Linked DNA regions of Zea mays: region 1 is linked to region 2. The links are chromatin contacts, called in public Hi-C maps. All regions are on one chromosome and are shown on one strand. Each heading gives the region's core, a stretch centred on a gene start, on an enhancer-like site or on the middle of the called end of the contact. The rest is flanking DNA. Distances are from core to core; before and after follow the strand shown. Region 1 holds the start of LOC100273461. Region 2 holds the start of LOC100191363 (Sec14p-like phosphatidylinositol transfer family protein).

Evidence for each region. A called contact is a pair of places that touch in the nucleus more often than the background predicts.
Region 1: a Hi-C map of endosperm shows a contact between it and region 2, with 2.6 times the contacts expected there. The contact joins the promoter of LOC100273461 here to the promoter of LOC100191363 in region 2. A contact is called at or near these places in 3 of 25 Hi-C or Micro-C datasets (ear, endosperm and leaf).

The regions. Positions count from the first base shown.
Region 1 is chr5:119,080,581-119,085,711 of Zm-B73-REFERENCE-NAM-5.0, reverse strand. LOC100273461 reads right to left here and starts at 2,389. Exons shown (of 1, transcript NM_001147898.1): 1 at 1,239-2,389. The coding sequence starts at 2,145. The coding sequence ends at 1,783.
Region 2 is chr5:118,747,605-118,752,818 of Zm-B73-REFERENCE-NAM-5.0, reverse strand. It overlaps LOC100191363 (Sec14p-like phosphatidylinositol transfer family protein), which reads left to right and starts at 3,250. Exons shown (of 11, transcript NM_001136797.1): 1 at 3,250-3,451; 2 at 3,564-3,592. The coding sequence starts at 3,397.

The DNA.
Region 1 (5,131 bases), core at 1,140-3,639, 330 kb before region 2:
ATAAAATGTTAACCAACTAAAAGGCTTACTGCTCAACCTTAGCCTCACCTTGTTAAACCTGCATTAGTTTTTCCCCCACTTGCTGAGCCCTAACCATAAGTGAGCTCACCCTTGATTAATTTTGATCAGAAGTTGCAGATGAAGATATGATGCTGAACTCCATGGATGCTAGTCTAGTGATACACCCGGTCATCTTCCTGTGGATGGATGTCCTTGTTTCGCTGTACTTTGATGAATAAAGGTTAAGACATTATGTCTATTCGAAGTGTAATATGTTAATATTATCATTATTTACGCTTGTATGCATTGTTCTTTTGATATATTACACTTGTGACGTCAATATATGTGTGGAAATAGATCCTGTCACACATAAGCTATGCACCCGGCTCTGCCCCTTGGAAATGGGTGTGACACGTTGTATGGTTTAACAACCGCATAGTTGTGCCCAAGAGTGATGAGGTTCGCCAGCAAATTTTAGATGAAGCACATCTTAGTCGCTATTCTATTCATCCCGGAAGCACTAAGATGTATCATGATCTAAAGCAACATTATTGGTGGACGAAGATGAAGATTGAAATTGCACGCTATGTGGCAAGATGCGACACTTGTAGACATGTCAAAGCCATACATTTGAAAACTGCTGGCCCATTGCAATTTTTACCTATCCCGACCTGAAAATGGGAGGACATTAGCATGGACTTTATTGTGGGATTACCCAGGACAGCAAAAGGGTTTGATTCCATCTGGGTTATTATTGATCGACTTACAAAGATCGCCCACTTTCTCCAAGTCAAGGTAAAGTATATAGTGGCTGTGGCAGAACCTCGCATGTTATTGGGCCCAAATGCACCTGTCCTTGTCTCAAAGACCTCAGACGGCTATGCATGTGCACCAAATAACTTAATAGGATCTGTCCAAGTGCCCCTAGGACCCCGGATAAACCACTTACAACCAGGACCGCATGATAAAGTAAACACAAATCACACACCAACAATTTTGCAGCGGAACTCTTATTACCAAATTTTACAAGTTACATCAAATTTACATTATGTTTATCGGAGTGATTACAATAGTGATTCAAAGAAATAAACTTTGAAATATTATAAATTATTTATAAGTTTAAAATATATGCTAGCTCAAGTGACCATGCTCAATAAAAAGTATAGAAAAGTTACTTAGACTTATAAGAAGGCCGATCCCACCGGCACTTAACACCATCAACAGCAGCACAAAACTATAACCTGAAAAACAACAGGTAATAAAACCCTGAGTATGAAATTACTCAGCAAGAATTACCCGACTAAAGAAAAGACTATCAAAGCATCAAGTTTCAAAGACTCTTTTTTCAGAAAAGCTTACTAGAAGTGGGTCCTTAAGCTAAAATTTTACATCACAAGTTAAGTGCTTTTCCTGAATCTAGCTTACCAAGCCAAATCGATCCAAAATCCACAAGAACGACGACGAACTTTGATTCAGGCGTTCCACCGAACATCTGGCAAACGTCAATCTGGAGCTTCATTATCTACACCTTCTAAGCTCCTTTTTCAATCTCAAACTGTGATTCACCCTCACGAACCACAGGATCAACCATGGGTGGTTAGCGAGGTTGACATAGGACTGGGGCAGAAGATGAGCGCCGCGAGCTGAAGACGAATTTGGAAACTACAGGCGCGGCCAAATCCTGGGCGTGACGGTGACCATAGTCAAGCAGAGGGGCGCGGCTTGGGGAAATACCAGGGAGATGGACACGCCACCATGGCTGAAGCTTGAGGCCGAACAGGGCTAGAGAAGAGAGAAAGGAGAAGGCTGGAGCGGCGTCCGGACTTGGACTCCAGGGAGGCGACCGAGCAGAGGAGGGATCCAGGGGAGCCGCCATGGGAGGGGCAGGAAAGAAGCACCACGGTGCGCAGGGCTCCACGGCGCGGTGGCCATGGCCGAGCTGGGAGGGCGTGCGGTCGAGCCAGTGGTGGGGAAGAGGAAGATGGCTGGGAGAGCAGGGCGCGACCGATGAGCAGAGCAGGAGGAAGCTCCGCGAGCTGGGATCCGACGTGCGCAGGAGCTCCAGCGAGCTGGAACCGGGCGTAGGAGCAGGGTAGTCTGAGCTGGAACGCGGCACGGTGCAGGAGCAGTGCTTGGGCGCGCCATCAGAGAAAAGGGAGATGAGCTAGTCGGCTGGGCACCAGAGACCCGCGCGAGGAGCTCGGCGCGCGTCCATGGCAGGGAATTCACGACGCGAGCAGGGAGGACTGGAGGGAGTATCGCGCGCAGAGAAATCGGCTGGGGAGTGGGAGGCCGCGACTGGAGGAGTACCAGGGAGGGAGAAGCAGCAGGGAGCGCTGCCCCGCTAGCCGAACTGGAGGAAGGACCGGGCAGAAGGATTGCCGTTCTGGAGAAGAAGATAAGGAAGATAGAACGGTGGCTGCAAAGATCTGAATACGTCGGTGGAAAAATATCAACAGGGTGGGCTGCGGGATTTTTCGTTTGACAGGAGCTAAGCGGCGCAGGGATAGAAATGGCTAAAAAAATCAGAGAAGAGGGAGAATAGCGGTAAATAGAGGATATTTTCATTTCCATTTTTGTTATTTTTTTCTCACGCAAAAACGCCTGCCAAAGTACCATGGTTCCAAAATTATGATTTTGAAGAGTCAAATTAGATCAGGCGGACAATAATTAAGACAACACTAGTTTAGTCGAAATCGGATGAAAATTCATCCGTTATCTAAACACAGTTGAGACGGTTCTGTTCGAATCTCGTTTGGATAATTTTCGTGACTATTCTGGCCACGATGTTAACGGACCAGATTGAAACGAGTTCGGCTATGTATTTTAATCTGCTCTGCGTGATTCGACTGAATTTAGCCAAAACCAGATCCGCTAATGTATACACGATTTCGTCGTCAAAACAGCGTGCTAAAGGATAAATTGGATCATATCCTCGCGCACGATTTCACGACGACGAGCGATTCAGATTATTTTGCCCCGAACATTTTAGTCATCGAGTTCAAATTAATTTGCCTAAGATAAAATCATCCGAGTGGGTCGGGCTTCCGAATTCGTATTTACACGAGCGACGAATTTTAAATAATCACCGGACGCACCGATTTTCAGAACAACTATGTTCCGAACATCACGAAAATTTAGGACAAGCCTGGATAGATAAAAATGATGTCGAACTCGCGATAGACAAAACAGATGCGATATTAAAATCGCGATAGACGAAGATGATTGAAATTTAGCATCTGTTTTATCCACTGACATTACGTGCTTAAATCCATACTCGTTATCGAGCGGAATATAAACACCTGGGGTGTTACAGTGGCCACATATGCGGAACTATATATTGCTCGTATTCTCAGTCTGCACGGTGTTCCAAAGACAATAGTGTCGGATCGTGGACCTCAATTTGTATCCAAATTCTGGGAAGAACTCCACAAATCTTTGGGTACTAAGTTACTCCACAGTTCGGCCTATCATCCTCAAACTAGTGGTCAGACTGAGAGAGTGATTCAGATACTTGAAGACATGTAGCGAGCATATGTTTTAGAGTTTCCGCAGAAATGGGATGACTGTTTACCGCTGGCAGAATTCTCATACAACAATAATTATCAAGAAAGTATCAAGATGGCACCCTTTGAAGCCCTATATGGACGACGGTGCCATACTCCATTAAATTGGTCTGAACCAGGAGAAAGATGGTTGTTCAGGCCTGATATGGTGAAAGAAACAGAAGAGAGGGTTCAACGAATCATACATAATTTGAAGGAAGCCCAAGCTTTCCAAAAAAGTTATGCAGACAAACGACGCAAATCCTTGTACTTTCAAGTGGAAGATTACGTCTACCTAAAAGTCTCACCAATGAAGGGTGTATCACGTTTCGGGGTAAAAGGAAAGTTTGCACCCCGGTACATTGGTCCTTTTCCTATTCTTGAACAATGTGGACCAGTGGCATATCGACTCCAATTACTCGAAACATTGTCTGCTATGCACAACGTGTTCCATGTGTCTCAATTGAAGAAGTGTCTTCAGGTTCCAGATCAAACCGTTGAAGTGACGAATGTTGCCTTAGAACTAGACTTGACATATTCAAAACATCCTATTCGAGTCTTGGATCAAAAGGACAGGATTACACGAAGGAGAACTCTCAAGTTTTATAAGATACAATGAAACCAACACACGGAAGATGAAGCTACTTGGGAAACCCAAGACTTTCTAGAAAAGAATTTCCCAGGCTTTTTAGCTTTGTAATAGAGGAATAAACCCCATACCACCCCTGCCTTGTATAAGAAATAAGGAAATATAAATATGACGTGTTTCCTTTTCCAGTACTTACCCTAGGACTTTTAAATCTCGGGACGAGATTCTTTTATGGGGGAAGGATGTAACACCCCTGCTGTTACTGCCACTAAAACTTGAGCATAACATCATGAGCATTAGCATATCATGTGCTTGTTACACTTAGAATGCATTATCTAGGTAAAAATTTCAAACAATTTGTATTGATGTGACTTGTTATGTGTGGAACCCTAAGGTAGGGTACTTAGCCCTAAACTAGGCTTAGGAGTGATGATCAAGCCCCAAGCATGAGAAAAATTCAAAACTCATTAAAAATGGCCATAAGATATCACCATTAATGAACTTGAGTGACATCCAAACCCTAGGAGTGCCAGAAACCCTAAAAGGACCACTGAAAACCCCAAATTGAAACCCTAGGGGGTTATATGTAAATTTTGCACACTTTTGGACCCAAGTACAAAAACCAAGGTATTAGGGTACCTCAAATCATATGGTTCACATATTTGAAGATTTTCAAATCAAATCATGAGATTTGGGCTTATTTGCAAAAAGGCCACTCTACACCTCTCATGTGACTAAGTCTGAAAATCAGTAAGCCAGGCTGACTTTGGAGCTCTGCAGTTCTAAAAATACAAAGAATTTGCCTAGGGTCAACACAACAAAAGTCTAGAGCTACTATAGGTGTACAACTTTGCTTAAGAGATTAGGCATTGTTGACATACAAAAATTAGAGATAATCAGCCCTGAGGTCTGGCTGTCAGACTAAGGCTCCCTGATATTCAGAGAAGGCAATAGATTGGATGAACTTTGGGACCTTGTGGAGCTCGATTTGATGGAT
Region 2 (5,214 bases), core at 2,001-4,500:
TATTATTCATGAGACGACACCGCCATACTCACCACAATCTAATGGGTTTGCTGAAAGAAAGAACCGTACTCTAACTAATTTGGTTAACGCCATGTTAGAGACTTCGGGACTATCTAAGGAATGGTGGGGTGAGGCGATCTTGACAGAGTGTTATGTCCTGAATAAAGTCCCACAAAGAACAAATAAATCACACCATTCGAGGAATGGGAAAAGAGGAAATTAAATATCTCCTATTTGTGCACCTGGGGTCGTTTGGCTAAAGTGAATGTGCCAATTAACAAGAAGCGCAAATTAGGACCGAAAACTATTGATTGTATTTTACTTAGGTATGCTTTCCACAACATTGGATATGTGTTCTTAATTATAAACTCTGGAGTACCGGACATGTTGGTTGGTACTATTATGTAGTCCAGAGATGCTATGTTTTTTTAGGACAAATTTCCCATGAAAGCTACACATGATACATCTAATGGTGAACCAACGATACCCCATGAGCATTTTATTTTGGTAGAACACACTGAGCAATCCCATATACATAATCCTGTGAAATATGACAATGTATCAACTCGAAAGAGTAAGAGACCAAGGATTGTAAAGTCCTTTGGTGATGATTACATTGTATATCTTGTGGATGACACACCAAATACCATTGAAGAGGCATATTCCTCTCATGATGTTGACTTTTGGAAGGAAGCAATAAGGACTGGGATGGATTCTATTATGTCTAATGCAACTTAGGAGGTCGTTGAGTGTCCTTATTCACCTGTGGATCGATTGACCACAATTCATGTGCTACTTTCTCTGGCTGCCTCTCATGGTCTTCTCGTCCATCAAATGGATGTTAAGACAACATTCCTAAATGGAGAGCTAGATGAGGAAATCTACATGGAGTAGCCAACTGGGTTTGTAGCAAACGGTCAAGACAACATGGTGTGTAAATTATTGAAATCTTTATATGGCCTAAAACAAGCATCTAAGCAATGGCATGAAAAGTTCGATAGAACTTTGACATCTTTTGGCTTTGTTATGAACGAAGCACACAAATGTGTATATTATCGGTATGGTGGGGGCGAGGGAGTAATTTTATGCCTGTATGTTGAGGATATTCTAATCTTGGGGACGAGTCTTGATGTGATTAAAGAGACAAAAGACTTTTTGTCTAATAATTTTGAAATGAAAGATTTGGGAGAAGCTAATGTTATTCTTAATATTAAGCTACTAAGAGAAGGCAATGGTAGGATCACACTTGTGCAATCCCATTATGTGGAAAATGTTTTGAGTCGCTTTGGTTATAGTGAATGTGAACCTGCTCCAACATCTTATGATCCTAGTAAGCTATCGAAGAAAAAACAAAGGATGTTTAGGGATCAATTGAGATATTACCAAATAATTGGTTCACTCATGTACTTAGCTAGCGCTACAAGGCCTGACATCTCGTTTGCTGTGAACAAACTTAGCCGGTTTGTTTCAAATCCGGGAGATGATCACTGACGTGCTCTTGAGAGAGTTTTGCGCTATCTAAAAGGTACTATGAGTTTAGGCATCCATTATACCGGGTACCCAACAGTACTAGAGGGTTATTGTGATGCGAATTGGATATCTGATGCTGATGAGATATATGCCACAAGTGGATATGTGTTTTCACTTGGAGGTGGCGTTGTTTTATGAAAGTCTTGCAAGCTGACCATCTTAACGAGGTCAACTATGGAAGCAGAACTCACAACATTAGATACTGCTTCAGTTGAGGCTGAGTGGCTTCGTGAACTCTTTATGGATTTACCAGTGGTTGAAAAACCTGTGCCGGCTATTTTTTATGAACTATAATAATCAGATTGTGATAATTAAGATAAATAGTTCTAAGAATAATATGAAGTCGAAAGAGGCGTTTGAAATCTGTTAGGAAATTGAGAAACTCTAGAGTAATAGCGTTGGACTATCTCCATACGGCTAAATATCTGGCAGATCAATTTACTAAGGGGCTATCACGTAGTGTGATAGATAGTGCATCAAGTGAGATGGCTCTGAGACCCACCTAAAGTTTATCATAATGGTAACATGTTCTATGTGATCGAGATCCCGTGAATTAGAATGGTGAAACAAGCTAATGGTATACTGAGAGGAATAAGGATCATTTCAGATGCACATCTTTCCTTACTGTAAGGAAGGTTGATGTTTACACCTTAATATATTCCAAGTGATTTTGTGAAGTAAATATATCGTCACATACATCACATTGATTTTCTGGATTACATTAAAACTAATGATGCCTAATTCTCTGACACTCTAGCCCTCTGCGTAAATTAGTCGATTTTTATTGGATAATTTTCCGAAAGTTGCATTTGTTCACATGAATTCCAAATCAAACGTTCTATATATGTTTTTCGACTCACACAAGAAACACAATGATAAGAGTTCATTATACACTTTAACATAATTAGTTTAGTCGGTTTGGAAACTACGGAAAACTCTAAATTCAGCCCCTTCTGAGAATTTTGACTTTCCAGAAAATACAAACAGAACCTAATATAAGCATTATATATGGGCTGTTCTAACAAAAAAAATATTATGAGATTTATTTTCAAAAGTATTTTCTTACAATATTGATTTCTACAATATTAAACATATTATATGGGGCCGCTCTTTATTTTGAAGAAATTAAAATTTACTTAATAGAGTATGTTATTTGTTTTAAAATTTAATTCTGTACAAAGTTTAGATATAAATATATCTTAAATTTATAGGATAAAGTGTGGAAATTAATTTTATATATCACTAGTTCATTTTTCTACTTATAACTTATAACACGTTCTTCTTCTCACTCTTCTATAGTAGAGATATAACATATACATATCTTCCATATATGACAACAACAATATATAAATAAATTCTATATAAAATCATATTAGCTTAATTGATATATGTTTGAATTAGGTTTATTAGAAAGAAATTCAATTCTAAGATCCAAACGGTTAGAGGAATATTCTGGCAAAAAATAAATATTCCTTATATCTTTTATATGGACACTGTTTTTCTCATATCGTTTACATATTATAAAAAAGAAAAGATATTTTCATTTTCGGGTGGGCGGTAAAAAGTGGAGCAGTGTGAATTGTACTTGTACGGCGTGATGCGGTTCCCCTTCTGTCTGCCGCCGAGGTCCGAGCAAACTGTCGTACAGACTGAGACGCTTGCGCGATTAGCGAACGGAACGGAAGGAAGACCGTGGAAGCAAAGGCGCGCAGGCGCAAGGGAGCAGAGCACACGGCACACCACAAGAGAACAAATACACCTCAGGTGGCCTTCCTAAGATCGCCGACTGAATCTACCTCGCTTCGCGCCTCCAGTTCCGCACCGGGACTGCCGAATCTGTGCTCGGGATCGTCTCTTCCAGCGGCAATGGGGGCCGATTCTGAGGACGCCGTCAAGCAGCTCAGCCTCCTCATGGAGCAAGGTGCGTGCTTTCTTGCTTTAGTGAAGCTTCGCGCCATTTCTCGGGGCTTCTTTGCGGTTGTTGCGGTGTCCTGTCTTTCTGACTTCGCTATTCTTGGTCTGGATCTTTGCAGTGGAGGCCCCGCTGAAGAGATCATTTCAGGTATGGATCTGGAGTGCACTATATCCATTTCGTTGGGACAGCATGGATCTTGGTTTTGTTTCTGGTAGAATTTAGCTCATGTAGTCACATCGTAGTGTAGCTTTGCAAGTTTCAGCGAGATTTGAGCTGATTTAGAGAGAGTGAGGTACTCACTGTATCGTTAATCCTTATGAATGGCTAAATCGGCATAGGTCAAATTGGGGGTGATCCACTTCATATCTGATCGTTTCTTGGGTAATAATATATGCTAGAGATATGATGATGCAGCTATTACTGCTAGGAAGTGCATGCTCGGAGATGTTGTTTGATCTGTAACAAGTAGTATGTTCTATGTGAATTTGCTGCATTGTCAATGGGGTAGTCAGGTTTAGTGGTGCTTGTCTGCTTGACCTTACCCATAATGGCTCTGTGAAATTCGTTATAGTTCCCTGGGTTGACATCAGTTGTGAGCCCATGGATCGTCTTCTACTGTCATTGGAATAGCAGAATCATGCTGATCCCAGACTATCAAATACTGTGCTTAGTCAGTTTGGACATGTTTAGGCTGAGATCAGTTGGGAGCCCCGTGGATCATGCTTCCAATCCACGATGAAATGAATGGAAAGACTACTGATCTCTAGTCCATTAAATATGTTAAGTTGTTTTGGACATATTCGGGCATTCTGCATGCCATCTGTATACGTTCGTAACTAACTGCCATCTAGGAACTTTTGTGTCTTGTGGCATAATCCTCTCTTTTGGTTTTTAACGTCAACCAAACTTGCAGCCTGGAGTATGAAGGCACATATCCATCTCAACTAGGTTTTCATCACCGCTTAAGAGATGTTCTAAAGGCCATATGTTTTACATGTGTGCTAAATCAGTTCCATTCATTGCTTTGGCGTGAATGGAAATCTTCAGAAACCAACAAGGTTGTGAGTTGTGAGTTGTGACTATGATTTACTAAACTTAAACCCAGGCCCCATTGATTTTAATGGTCTTGTCTTAGCAGATTTTTTATTTGGCTTTTCATTTGGTTCTGACATTTTCTTAGGGGTGCTGGTGGGCGGGGTTAAAAACTGGACGGATACCACTACAAATCTGTTGAATCTCGATCCACGAATCCCTCCCAAGAATTAATTTGTCTACTAGATTAACATGTAAATATTGTAAAGGCTAGTTTTTCTTTCCTTTTTATTGAACGCAAACCAAACATATAGGAGAATTGCTTCATTGGTCCTTTTCCATGAAAATTTGCACATATCTCAAAGCAAACAAATTGTCGGTTAATATGTCACAGGCCTAAATTGCCATGATGGGGTACGAAGGTGTTGGGTCCAAGTCGGACCAACTGTAGCATGCAATCTAGCACGCACTCGTGTAGCGTATTGCAAAGCCCATCTTGGTTAGGATTAGGAAGAGTCTAGAAGCTAGGATTACTTGTGAGTCAAGTTGAGTCGTCGAGTCCTCTCTATAAATATAAGGGAGGTATATCCTTTAAGATTAAGCAAGAACAATTTAGAGGAAGACCCTAATCCTCTCTCCCCCTTCTTCTAGTCGCTAGCCTTTCTCTCTGCCTATGCTGTCCTACCTCTTCTAGCTGCTGCATCATGTCGCCTCCCATGCACACAGCTGATCGTAGC